2 separate regions of the Anas platyrhynchos genome follow, and region 1 is linked to region 2. Evidence: chromatin contacts called from public Hi-C data. All regions are on one chromosome and are shown on one strand. Each heading gives the region's core, a stretch centred on a gene start, on an enhancer-like site or on the middle of the called end of the contact. The rest is flanking DNA. Distances are from core to core; before and after follow the strand shown.

Evidence for each region. A called contact is a pair of places that touch in the nucleus more often than the background predicts.
Region 1: a contact with region 2 is called in a Hi-C map of F1 follicle, with 4 times the contacts expected there. The contact joins the promoter of ELP6 here to the enhancer-like site in region 2. A contact is called at or near these places in 3 of 8 Hi-C or Micro-C datasets (F1 follicle, F5 follicle and skeletal muscle).

Annotation. Positions count from the first base shown.
Region 1 is chr2:158,667,226-158,673,070 of IASCAAS_PekinDuck_T2T, forward strand. It overlaps ELP6 (elongator acetyltransferase complex subunit 6), which reads right to left and starts at 1,611. Exons shown (of 7, transcript XM_027452933.3): 1 at 1,451-1,611. The coding sequence starts at 1,504.
Region 2 is chr2:158,624,705-158,630,996 of IASCAAS_PekinDuck_T2T, forward strand. SCAP (SREBF chaperone) reads right to left here. Exons shown (of 24, transcript XM_038175141.2): 10 at 4,372-4,484; 11 at 3,354-3,448; 12 at 1,043-1,141; 13 at 719-937; 14 at 1-204. Among named protein-coding and RNA genes, the nearest start is that of PTPN23, 21 kb to the left of the region's middle. Within about 2 kb of position 2,652, at least 2 of the 8 cell types and tissues checked have an H3K27ac peak or open chromatin away from gene starts, as enhancers often do. A contact at or near this core is called in F1 follicle and F5 follicle, where this site is marked.

The DNA of each region.
Region 1 (5,845 bases), core at 361-2,860, 41 kb after region 2:
TGACCCTCGTCCCCCACCTGCACGTCCTTCTCAAGGCCAGAAAGGGCTTGGGGTGAAGCACTTCCATAGGGGATGCCTCCTTCTTGCAGCACTTTCTCTCCCTGGTCTCTCCGCACGCTGCTTTCGCGCTCTTTCCACCTGCGGGCTACGAAGCAGAAGCTGCAGCCACTTGTTAGAAACTGCCAAAATCAATCGGCAGGGCAGCGGCGGATGTCACAAGCATCTCAGATGACATCTGAGGGTGACATCTCAGATGCACCCACGCAGGCAAGCAGCATCTTCCACCTACCAGCCCTGCAGTCAGCACTCGGAAAATGGCGCGGATTTAACCGCGGCGATGCAGAAAATGGAAAGGCAGAGATGGGAAGAGATTTGCAAAGGGCTGGTGCTTTTTAAACGCAGCAGGACACTGATTTCTGGCCAGCCCTTGTAGCCCAGGTGTGGTAGGACATCTGGGTGTGTTGTTGAAGTCCACATCCCCGGCTGATGGAAGAGCCAACACAAGTCTGAGGCAAATCCCCGCACAGATGCCTGGCGCCTCTGCTAGGTTCTGCCTACGCTGCCAAGTCAAAACTCGGGATCTCGAGGCCAAACCTCCTGTTGGTTTTGCTCTTCTGAATTCCCAATTTGCATCAAGCCCCACTATGCAGGGCTGCAGCGTCGAACCACGATGCCGCTTGGCCACGGTCCTTCCCCCTGATTTTCTCTCCGGTTTCCCCATCCACCGAGACCCCCTCCCAGGAAAAATCCTCCAAAATCACCTGCTCCAACCACCCCCTACCACCAATGCCACCACCACACCATGTCCCCAAGCACCACGTCCAACCTCTCCTTGAACACCCCCAGGGACGGTGACTCCCCCACCTCCCTGGGCAACCCATCCCGATGCCTGACTGCTCTTCCTGACAGAAATATCTCCTAATTTCCCACCTGAACCTCCCCTGCCACAACTTGAGGCCATTCCCTCTAGTCCTATCCATTTTATCGATGAGAAGAAGCCGACCCCAGCTCCCCACCCCTTCCTTTTAGGTATTTACAGAGAGCGATGAGGTCTCCCCTCAGCCTCCTTTTATCCAAGCACCCACATTTCCTTCATCCACCCCTCACAGGACTCACAAACTACCCCAAAAACCCACCCTACAGGGACAAAATAAACAAACAGAGCAGCCTAAAGCAGACTACATACATCAGAGGGGCTAGAAAACATTTGGGGCAACGCTTTTATCATCGATTTTAGGACCACAGCCCCCAGCAGCCCCACGCCCGATGGGGGCAGAAGCCTGGCAGCCCCCCTAGGGGTTGTGGGGTCAGAAGGGACAGAAATGGGGACAGCAGTGACACTGATGGTGGTGATAGGGACACTTTTTGTGGTGGCAGCGTGGCCGTGCCCGCGCCATGGCGGCCGCCCGCGCCTCCGCCATTACCCCCCCCCCGCCATCGCCTCCCTCACCGTGCCCGGGCGCTGAGGGGAGGCGCCCAGGAGCTCGTTGAGCTCCCCCAGCATGGCCGGGGGCTGCTGCTGCTGCCTCACGGTGCCCTTTACCGGGGGCTGTGTGTGCGTTTCGGGGGGGGGGGGACACACCACAGCCACGCATGCGGCAGGCGGAGCCCTTTTCTCCCTCCCCTTCCTCTCCGGTTCCGTGTTCACGGAGGGGACTGAGGGGGGAGGATTCATGAGACCCCCCCCCGCCATTAATGGGGGTCCCCACGGTGTTAAAATGGCGGCTGGGGAGGGGGGGGGTGGAGGAGCCCCCCCCATCCCCTGAGGGGAGCCCCCCCTGAGGGGAGCCCCTGAGGAGAGCCCCTGAGGGGGCGCTGGGGTGGGGAGGGGGGGGTCGTGACAGGAGTTGGGGGGGCTTTAGGGTGAAAAGAAGGGGATTTGGGGAAAATTAGGGGGAAATTAAGGGAAATCTGTCACAGTGAGGGCTGCCCCCAGGAGCTGGGGGTGCCCCATCGCTGGCAGTGCCCAAAGCCAGGCTGGATGGGGCTGGGGGCAGCCTGAGGGTTTGGGGGCTCTGGGCACGGCCATGGGGGGGTTTTGGGGGTCCCTTCGCACCCCGACCCCGCTGTGGTGCCGTGGTTGTGCGGTGCCATCCCTCCACCTGCTGGCAGTGCTCAGCCCCAGGGCTCCCTCAGTCCTACAGAGCTGCCCCCATCATCCACACCAGTAACGGGACTGGGCCCAGTATCACCCCTGGGGTCCGCCACCAGTGCCTGGCCTCCCCCCAGACCCTACACCTCAAGCCACCACCCTCAATACCCGGCCATTCACCCAGGCCGTGGCACGCCGGTGGCTTCACGAGGGCTCTCCGATGTCCTCAACACTTCCCAAAAAGTCACCGGCACTTTGGGATGCTGCCGAGCATTAATTTGGGGCTCTCACAGCAGAGCCGAGATCATTCCTGGCTTCTTCCCCGAGTAATATCAGCTAATTTACAGCCTGCAGCCGTGAGCATCCAAATCACATAGAGTTATTTTCACCCCCCGCACCTGGATTCGCGTTTTTTGGCACTGAATGCGCTTGCCCCTTATTTACTTTTGTATTTTTTTTTTTATTTTTGTAGTATAAAGGAGGATTGCCCGGCTGAGGGAGACATGTGGAGCGTTGGATGTGCCAAGGGGACTGGAGGAGCTGCGTGGTCCCAGCACTGCCTCGTCTGCTGCGAGCATTAGGGGGCATCAGGGGATGCTGAGAAATGGCAAGGACCGAGCAAGAGCCAGGAGACGCAAATTGGTTAGAAAGAACCACAAATTATCACTATTTGTGGGCTTAGGAGGGTGAGCTGGTAGGAGAAAGGGGACTAAGCCACGGGAGAGAGATCTGAGAGCAACTTGGGAAGCCCCCGAGCTGCAAATTTTGGGGGTTTGGGAGAAGAGTTTTGGGACCACGCAGCGCTCGCCTTAGCCTCCAGCTTCCCCCATCTTCTGGTTTGGGAGAACTGCAGAAAAGCCAGCGGGCTGCGTGGGGATTTGGTCGAGCCGTCGCAGCTCTTCTTCCCCCTTTATTTTTGATGTTTATTTGTGTGTTATCTGTAAAATTTGCCACCCCATTCCCTAACCCTTTTCAGAGAACGTAGGCACAGGCTGGGTGAGGCGCCCGGACCCCGAGATACCCCCCAGAAACCCACTTTTTGGGGTCAGCCCCGTGCTTCCTGCCTTTTAACCACTTGCAGAGCTGTGAAAGGGCTTCCTCTCCTTCCCTTGGACGGCTTCCTCGCTGGAGGAGCTTCGGCTGAAAGCTGCTTTAACAGCCCGGATCGCTTGGCCTTTTGTTTTCCTGCCCTTTTCAGAGCGCTGGGAACCCGGCTCTGGCTCTTGGGGGCGTGGGGAACCAGCTCCGGCCGGGCTCCCTGCCTTAACTCCCTCACCTCCTGTCCTCCCAGCCCTCAGGGTTTGGCTCACGGAGGGATTTGGCAGAGCCTGGAGCTGTTCCTAACTCAGAGCTCTCCCATATGCTGATGATCGGGGCGTTTTTTGGCCACCTTTTTGCCTGCACCGTCACGTTTCTCTCCCCGGAGCGCTTCCCTTCCAGCTCCTCCAGGAGCTGCAGAGCCCTCTAAATTAATATTAACATAAATTCCTGCCTTTTTTTGCTTTTGTGGTGTTTGCAGTGCAGCAAACCTTGCACCTATGGCATTGTGGCACCCGTAGGTAACCGTGCTGCTTACCCTTAAGCTCCCGTGCCGTGTGGGACCAAACCGAGTGGCAAAAAAAAAAGCAATTATTCACCAAAAGAAACCACCCAAACACTTCACCGTGCGGTGTTTGAAGCAATTCCCAAGAGCACGGTGGGGAGGGTTAACTGAAACCACCGGGCTCCTTGGTGTGAGCGTGTGGGAAGTGACTTTTAGGGAGAAAACCTTTGCTTTACCTCCCCCAATGATCAGGTCCCAGGTGCCTTCAGCCAGTTTTCTGAGGATAAAGCTCAGAAAATCCCCCTCCGAGCCACGTACACTGCTTACTCTTCTCATTTACCCCAATTAACACTTTCTGGGTTAATTCCACTTCCCTTACTCATTGCAGCTGGCGTGTTTAGGGCTGGTTTTACCAAACCTTTGAGTGCTCAGCCCCTCGTTTGCCATCACCTCCCTCCTCCTGCTGGCGCTGCCCTTTTTTTTTTCTATTCCCATCTCGATTTGGCCGGCCGGATTCCCCCACATGCCTGCGCCCCCCGTGTGGCTGTCCCTGGTGATCCGCCCTCGTTCCCACTTTCTGCCGACCTTTTTCCCGAGCCCGAGGTCAGCGAGGAGCCGGCGACGGATCCAAGCTTGTTCCTGGGGCATTTCCTTTTGGGTTTTCTGCTTGCACCGCTCCTCTGAAGCCCTGCCAGCGCCCCTAAAGCCTCACCCAGGCTCTCAGCCCACTCGTTTTCATCTCCTTTTCCTTCCACATCCCTTCACGAGGGCCAGGAGCGAGCTCAGGCCGTGCTCAGCCTCCTCCTCGCCTCCTTCCTCTCCCCTCATCCCATTCCCTGCAGGATCCCCCGGCCCCGCAGCTGGAAAGCGGCGATGGAGCGGGGTGAGAGCCGTGCTGGGAGGTTCGCTGGCATCAGCAAACAGCCGCAGCTGCTCTCCCCGAGCTCAGCACTGTGCAGTTTTTGCCCAGCTAAGAGGATTTTGCTTCCCTCCTCTCGGTTAAACCCGGCACAGGCTCTGGGGTTTGCTCCCTGTTAGGCTGGGATCGAGGAATAATCGGTGGCATCGTCCTCTCCGCGGCCACCAAGGTCCCCACACATCACCTGGGGGCTCCCCTTAGCAGCCGAGATGCCCCAGGAGCCCCCCCCGTGTGTGCATTTAGGGCTGGATGGGGTTTTGGCAGCCCCCGCAGACGGTCCAGGAGGCTGAGAAAGGTTTGGGATCGGTCCCACCAGCCCGACCCCAGTGCCCCTAACACCATTGGGATTATGGCCAGCCCGAGGGAAGAAAGGCTCCTTGTCCCCACGCTGCTCCCGGGACGTGTCCCAGGGAGAAAAGGGGACGAGGGAAGGGATGAGGACAAACGTGGCTCCCATGCCAGCCCCCTCCCCTCATCCCGTGTCCCGTGCCAGCCGTCGCTCGGCCACAAAAGGGCCACCCCGACCCCAAAATGAAACCAGCGAGGCGTTTAAATTTAATGGCCATCCCCGAGCTCCCCATTTAATGGGGTTGGGTCTATGGGGGTGCTGGGAGGAGGCTCGTTCCCATACGGGGATGGAAAAAGTCACGGGGCTCCTCTGTCCTCTTTGGGGCAGGCAGCGGGATGGGGACGTGGCAGCGGCCGGAGGGGAAACTGAGGCACGGCGAGGGATGAAAACCCTGGAGCGAGAGGGGCATAATCACGCTGATAATCACCTCTTGACTAATTGCTTAATTAATTGATTAATTTCCTCTCTCTCTCCCCGAGGAACCACCGAGCTCCTCTCCGGCAGGAGCCGCGTCCCCCCCGCGATCCCGGGTAGAAATAGTTTTTTTTTTCCTGATTTACACCACCGAAGCCACCAGATTTTCCTTCCTGCTCCGTTCAGCTCGCTGGGGACGGGAGAATCGCCGCGATCGGAGGCTGAAAGGATGCATAGAAAATGGGTTTTGCTGTGGTTTGGCCCCAAAAAGGGGTCGGAGGTGCCCGGGGAGTGAGTCTGTCTGGTGGAGGGGACCAGGAGCACGTTGTGGGGTGACGGACACAACGCCGCACACAGATCCTGGGGGAACCTGTGCTGGGATGGGGACAGAGAAGATGGGGGGCATGGAAAAGGGAAGGGAAAGGGTTGGGGTTGGGGTTGGGGTTGGGGTTAGGGTTGGGATTGGGGTTGGGGTTGGGGTTGGGGTTGGGTTTAGGGTTGGGGTTAGGGTTAGGGTTGGGATTGGGG
Region 2 (6,292 bases), core at 1,402-3,901:
CTCTGACAGCTGCACGGGGTCCGCCGGGAAGACCGAGAGATCGAGCTTGGGGTCGCCAGCAGGTAAGACCCCTCCGGGAACGGGCATAGGGGGCAAACCCGCCTCCCCCAGGGGGCTCTGCTCGGTGACCTGCGAGGTGAGGTAGGTGCGGAGCCCAGCGGGGTCCGTGTAGACCAGGATTCCGATCCAAATCACCGTCCCGGCCTGCGTGAGGAGAGAGGAGACAAAATTATTTCAAAATTATTTAGTGCTCGGCCTTTTTCTTGCTGCCCCCACCCCGTCATCGCCTGGCTGAGCCCATCAGCAGCACCCCAGCAAGGGGAGCACCCTGCCCTCCGTTAGGGTCCTGCTCCAGGCAGATCCTTGTCCTTTATGGTGACCCCGAGCACCACTTTGTGAGCTCCCCACCCCAGCCTGCTGGTGGTGACAGCACTGGGGACAAGCAGGGCAGGATCTGGTGTCCCTCTTACAGTCACACCCCCAAAAGGGAAAGAATTCGTCTTCCACGGAGAGAAACATCTCCGTGCCTTCATCCCACATTGCCTGCAGGAACAAATACGACTTCTGCTCTGTAAATACCTTCTCTTTCCCCTCGTACAGTTCCTTGAAAATCTGGTTATGCAGAGATCTCTCAGAGCAAACAGCAAGAATGTGTAAAAATGTCCATTTTTTATATTTTTTTTCCCCTGGAAGCCTGTTTGGGTCAGGCCATGCCTACCATGATGAGCCTCTGGGCCAGCCGGGTCCTGGCGAAGAAGTAGATGACCCTGAGCCTTTTGGGGAGGCGCAGGTTCCTGAAGGACGAGGGCTGCAGGGTGATGGTGTGGGGGGTGGCGGGCCGCAGGGCCGGCTGCCGCTCGTAGCGCTGCGAGCGGCTGACGGCCTTGGCGGGGGGCAGGCAGGCTTCTGCTGGCAGCCTCTTGTTCAGGTCAGCGAGCTGCCAGGAGAGAAGCAGGAGTCAGAAAAACGGAGAAAAACGAGGTGGGAAACCCCAGGGCACGCTCCCCTCGCCCCGGGACGAGGGCTCCCAGCCCGTCCTCACCTCCATGCGACGAATGTCGATGGAGAGCACGGTGGTGAAGAAGAACATCTGCAGGAAGAAGTCGGACACCAGGCCCACCACGGCGAAGAGGCAGAACTCCTGCAGGCAGCACAAACACACAGAAATCAGCTACGGCAGCTCAGGGACACGGGGTGGAGATCCCAGCTCCACGAAAAGGGCAGCTCAGCACCCTGCTGCCCAAGAGCACGGGCCTGAGGGTGTTTTACTGACCACAGTCCTGCCATCGGGGCTTTGGAATGGTTGAAAGCTTGGTGTTAGAGCAGTGTGAGAGCTCGGGAGCACGTTAATTCACATTCACAGTTTTTGTTCTTAGCCGTAAAACATCAAAGAATCCCAGGAGAAAACAGCAGAGGTGTTGTCCCTGCTCCCAAAGCTCTCAGCCCCCTGATTGTGCGCGCGAATCGCACGCCCAAAGAGCCCCCAGCAGTGCTGGTTTCCTTCCCTGCACCAATAAACCTCCCCCTGATGCAAAACTCCTCCAGGAGCAGTGGGGCTGGGCTCAGCCAGGTGTCCTCCCACCACACAAAGACCACCGAAGCCCCTGTACCGCCCTGTGCTCACACCTAGGAGCTCCAGGGCTCCAGCTAAACCATGGCTGTTTAAATCACACCCTCGGCTGGTGCTTATTTAGGGTTGGGTCCTTATTTCGGGATGGGTGCTGAGCTCCCTGCCATGCTGCGCTTCCCCAGCAGGTGCCACTGCAGAAATTAGGAGCACCAGAGGAGCCCAGAGCCAGGGACACCCCTCGGAGGTACAGGTCGCTGCCACGACCTGTCGGGGCCCAGAGGAGATTTAGGAACTCGGAGAGATCAAGCACATCGAAAGCAGGCACCAGCAGCAACCTGGGGCTAAAGAGATCCAAGAGCCCAGCCCCATTTGCAGAACAAGATTCATTTTTGTCCCCCTCCTGCCTGGGTCTTGCCCAGCTTCTCGCAGGCTCTGACCGCAGCTTGATCCCTTCCTCGGGAGGTTTGGGGAGCAAACACAACACCCCGAGACGTTCTGGGGATGAAAACACAGCCCGGGTTCCTCTCCAAAGGAGGAAAACAGAGGGAAAGCAGCACCCAGCTGGATTCCACTCAGCAAAAGCCTCCACAAACGGCAAGCTCTGCGTATAAATATTAATTCCGCTAATATCCCCACTCGTTCCATTAAGGATTAGAGCTATCTGAAACTGCTGGCCCTGGGAATCCGAAATCTTCTTATGCTTGGGTTCTGCACCCCCTACAGCGAGACCTGAACCCAATTTCAGTGGGTGAGCTCCAGAAGGAGCAGGACGGGCACCCAGGACACATCCCTGGACGTGCTGCTCTTCCCACGGCTCCTCTGCCAGGACGAGGAGCTAAAAGACCCTAGGAATGAGCCCAATTTACACCCAAAGGGTGGATCACGCTGGTGTTTGACCTGAGCAACCTCTGCAACCAGCTTCAAATAAAAAAATTCAGACAGGACACGTGGCTGGGTGTACCCTGGGGAATTCTGCTCGAGCTCCTCTCTTGCTGAACTTCTCTTGGCCACCCAGGGCCAGGCTCAAGGACCTGCAACGCTCCCGTTCAAGCTGGCTGTTTAATCTTCTTAGATTATCATCCACTTTAATCTGCAGTCTGTCTGCTGGTGGTTCCCCAATGTCACAGCAAGGACACGCTCAGCCCACGCGCGGCCAGCACTGGCCTTCAGCTGCGCGGATGCTGCTGCCTTGCTGCCTGCACCTGCTCAAATCCGTGCTAGGAATTTCCAGACCTTGACACCATTTTCAGTGTTAGACCCTCTACTAGAGACCCAATCTACTAGATCGTTCCTCGAGGTTTCAGTTTGTTCACCCCTGGAACAGAGACGGTGATGTCTGTGGCTGTAAAAAACCCAAAGGCTTGTAAATCTGGTGAGACAGCCCCAAACACACCGCCCACCCTTTCCCCGGAGGAGATCCTGCACTGGTTTTGGGTTTCCCCTCCACTGCTGAAGGGGATTAGCGAGCTCACAGCTCCGTGATGGGAAGCTCCCCTGCACAAACAGAAAGGAGCACAGGGCCCAGCCCCTTGTTCTGGGGGTGAGAGGCCTCCAAATGATGGGGCAGAATGAGGGGGTCACTGCCAGGGGGTCTGGGACACACTTCGAGATGCAGGGAGGAGCGTTCGGGATTGCACGAAACCAACTGGGGAAACCAGAGTGGAAAGGGAGGCGTTTCCCTGAGTCACCTCTTCTACTCCTCAGCCAGCTAAGCCACAGAAAATAAGGTTTGTTGTGTTAGACAATATCATTTGTGAAATGTCAGCGGGTGCCTGGCACTCACCTGGATGGCTGGGACGAGGGTGAAATACCCGATCAGGATGATCCCGAGCTCTGTGGCCATGTTCTTCATAATTGACCAGCTCTCGTTGCTCAGGCCTGGGGAGAAAACACGCAGACAGGTAAAAGGAGAGTGTTCCCTAGTGAGCGGGCGTGAGCAGAGCTGAAAGGACTCCTCCCTGGGTTCCCCTTCTTTAAAATTAGTCAACAGACAAAAAAGGGCATTTTTAGGCTAAAATTCAGCTGACCTATTTGGGTGTGTGTTTATAATCGGCCTGTAGATTCCCATGTGTTTATCAGCCGGGTTATCACCCAGCCCCAGAGCAGCAGATGGATTTTTATCCAGCCACACGGGGAGCTGAAGAAGGCTCAGCTCACAGAACCACCTTGATTTTAGCAGGCTGAGGGCACCGAGCAGGACAACGCAGGGATTCAGAAGAGTCAGGAATCAGTGAGTTTTTGCGTCCTGTTTTTGATCTAGGATACAAACCGCTCTTATTTTCAAAGCTCAGTAGATTTTTCTGGGGATCACTCCAGAATCTCTCATGTTTATAAACGTCTTTTAAATTTGCAAACCACATTTATCCATGGTTTGAGTGTACTCAGATCCTTATGCAGCTGCAGAGTGTATCTGTACCAGGGACAATAATTTGGTCACAGCCTCAGCAGAACTTCTTACGACCCGTGGACTGCACTTAAAATATTCATGACACGAGGACAGGCACTAAATATCCTTACCAGGAGACACAGCTCTCTCTCACTGACACTTTTTAAAACTTGTTTTGCCAATGCTTCAGTCAAGAATCTTAAAAAGCAGTGCCCACAGTTAGAGGCTTATGTGAGTTCTTAAAAATAACAAAAATAGTACAAAAGACTTTAAGAATACAATCACCAATTCATATTCGACTCACAAGGTCTTCGTTTCCTCTACAGACCACGATTAAGATAATTCCCCATCTCCCAGTTTGGGAATTTCCCCAGTTTTTTTCCTCTCTCAGCATTTTCCCAGAGGAGGTGCCTACCTTGGGCGATGCGCAGCTTCACTTCCAGGTCGACAGGCGTGGAGACGACCGACTTGGTGAGGACCAGCACGTTCTCCAGGCCAATCACCACGACCAAGTAGGGAAAGATCTCTCTGGGGGAAACAGGAAAAAAAAATGAGAATGAGATCTTTGGTTAAAGAAAGTGAACAGCAAACACTATCCACCGCTCTCAGCCAAACCCTTTCTTGTGCAGTGTCATTCTGTGCTGAGGTGAGAGGTGTGATTTCATCTGCATCGGATAGGTATTAATATTTTTACAAAATTGCATGATTTTCTGAAAAACAGCCATTGTAGACAACCACTAAATCAGTCTTCATGCTCCCTAGGGTCAGGAATCAGAATCATGGAATATCCGAGTTGCAAGGGAGCCACACAAGGATCATCAAATCCAACTCCTGGGTCCCCAAAGAACCCCAAAGGACAGCACCTCTCAAAGAGTCTCTATAAGAAAGTCTCCAAAAAGAGGTGAAAATCAAAAAGATGGATTTGAGCACCAGTACAGCAGCCTTGGGAACAGTCAGCCAGAGAACATTGTACCAGGAGGGTAGGGACCATGTCCCACTATCAAGAGTGAAGATCTTGCTAAATCACAGCTAAGTATTACATGAACAGTATTACGTGAACAAACTAAACCCTCCCAGGGATATTTTCTACCCAAGACTCAAGAATACGCCCTGCATTGGATTTGCCCTTCAGAATATATTCAAGCAGAAGAGAAAGTCTACCCAAAGCCACCACTGTGACTTTATCCAACTCTCTTCTCACTTTTTTTCTCTCTTCCAACTACTTACAGCCCAGCTCAGTCGGAGAGAAGAAGCTGATCCATGCACGTGGTAAATCTCTTCATATCCCTCCAGCTAAACTTAAGCAAAAAGAGGGCTGCGTCCTTTCGGGGGGGGATCAATTTGTGCTGTGCTGGTCTGTGCAGATCCAAGAGGAGAACAAGTGTGCGTGCAGCTACACGCAGCCCTTGGCAGATCCCTCAGAGCCAAGAAATCAAAACACCAGGGTTTCAGAACACCTCCTGCTTTCTGCCAGGACACAACCCCCAAGGACCATCTTCCCAGCGCTGCTTTCATCTGATGTTGGCTTCAACAAACCTTGCAGACGTGGGGCTGTCAGCAGCCCGTCCCTTACAAGTCCAGCTGGGGGAAAAACCCCTGCCTGGGATCACTGCTGGCTCAGCGATTCCGTTCCAGCTCCTTGAACAAATGGCAGGCTGAAACAGCAAGAGCTCCACTCAAAGCAAAACCAAAAACAAAATTGAAAAAATTAAGACTTTGAGGTCTGTAAGGGCACGCTCCTGCAGAATCCTGTCCTTACACAGTCCTGCACGAAGCACTCGATGTCCAGCACTGTTTGCAGCCGAGCTGCAGGAACCCTTCAGAAGGCAGTAAAGTCTGGAAAAGGAAACCTGTGATGCTCTCAACTATCTCCTTCTTAACCAGTTGCTTCAGCTGCAGAAGATTATTAATTAGCAGGCACGGGTTATGAATTTAGATAGGTCCTTGAAGAGTCAGCAGGTTTCATTTTAAAAGGCTAGCAGGCTAAGAGCAACCTGATAATGGTCTGCTGCAACACAGCTCACTGCTCCCTTGGATGCCAGAAGGAGCTGCATCACAGCCAGATCCAGCATCCATCAGCCAACAGAAACACCACCATGAACCACGAAGAAAATATCTCCTCCAGCTCCCTGAGTCCATGCGTGTATGTGAGCAGGGAGAATCTTGGGTTTATCTGAAGATAAACCTGGAAGATATCACTTGGAAGCTTTATGGATCCATCCCATCAGCTTCTCCCATCTAAAATGTAAATGTTTGCATCTGAGCTAGTCAATTTAGGACAAAAAATCATACATAAAAAATTAAAATCAATAAAGAGAAGCAGGTTGTCATTTAAG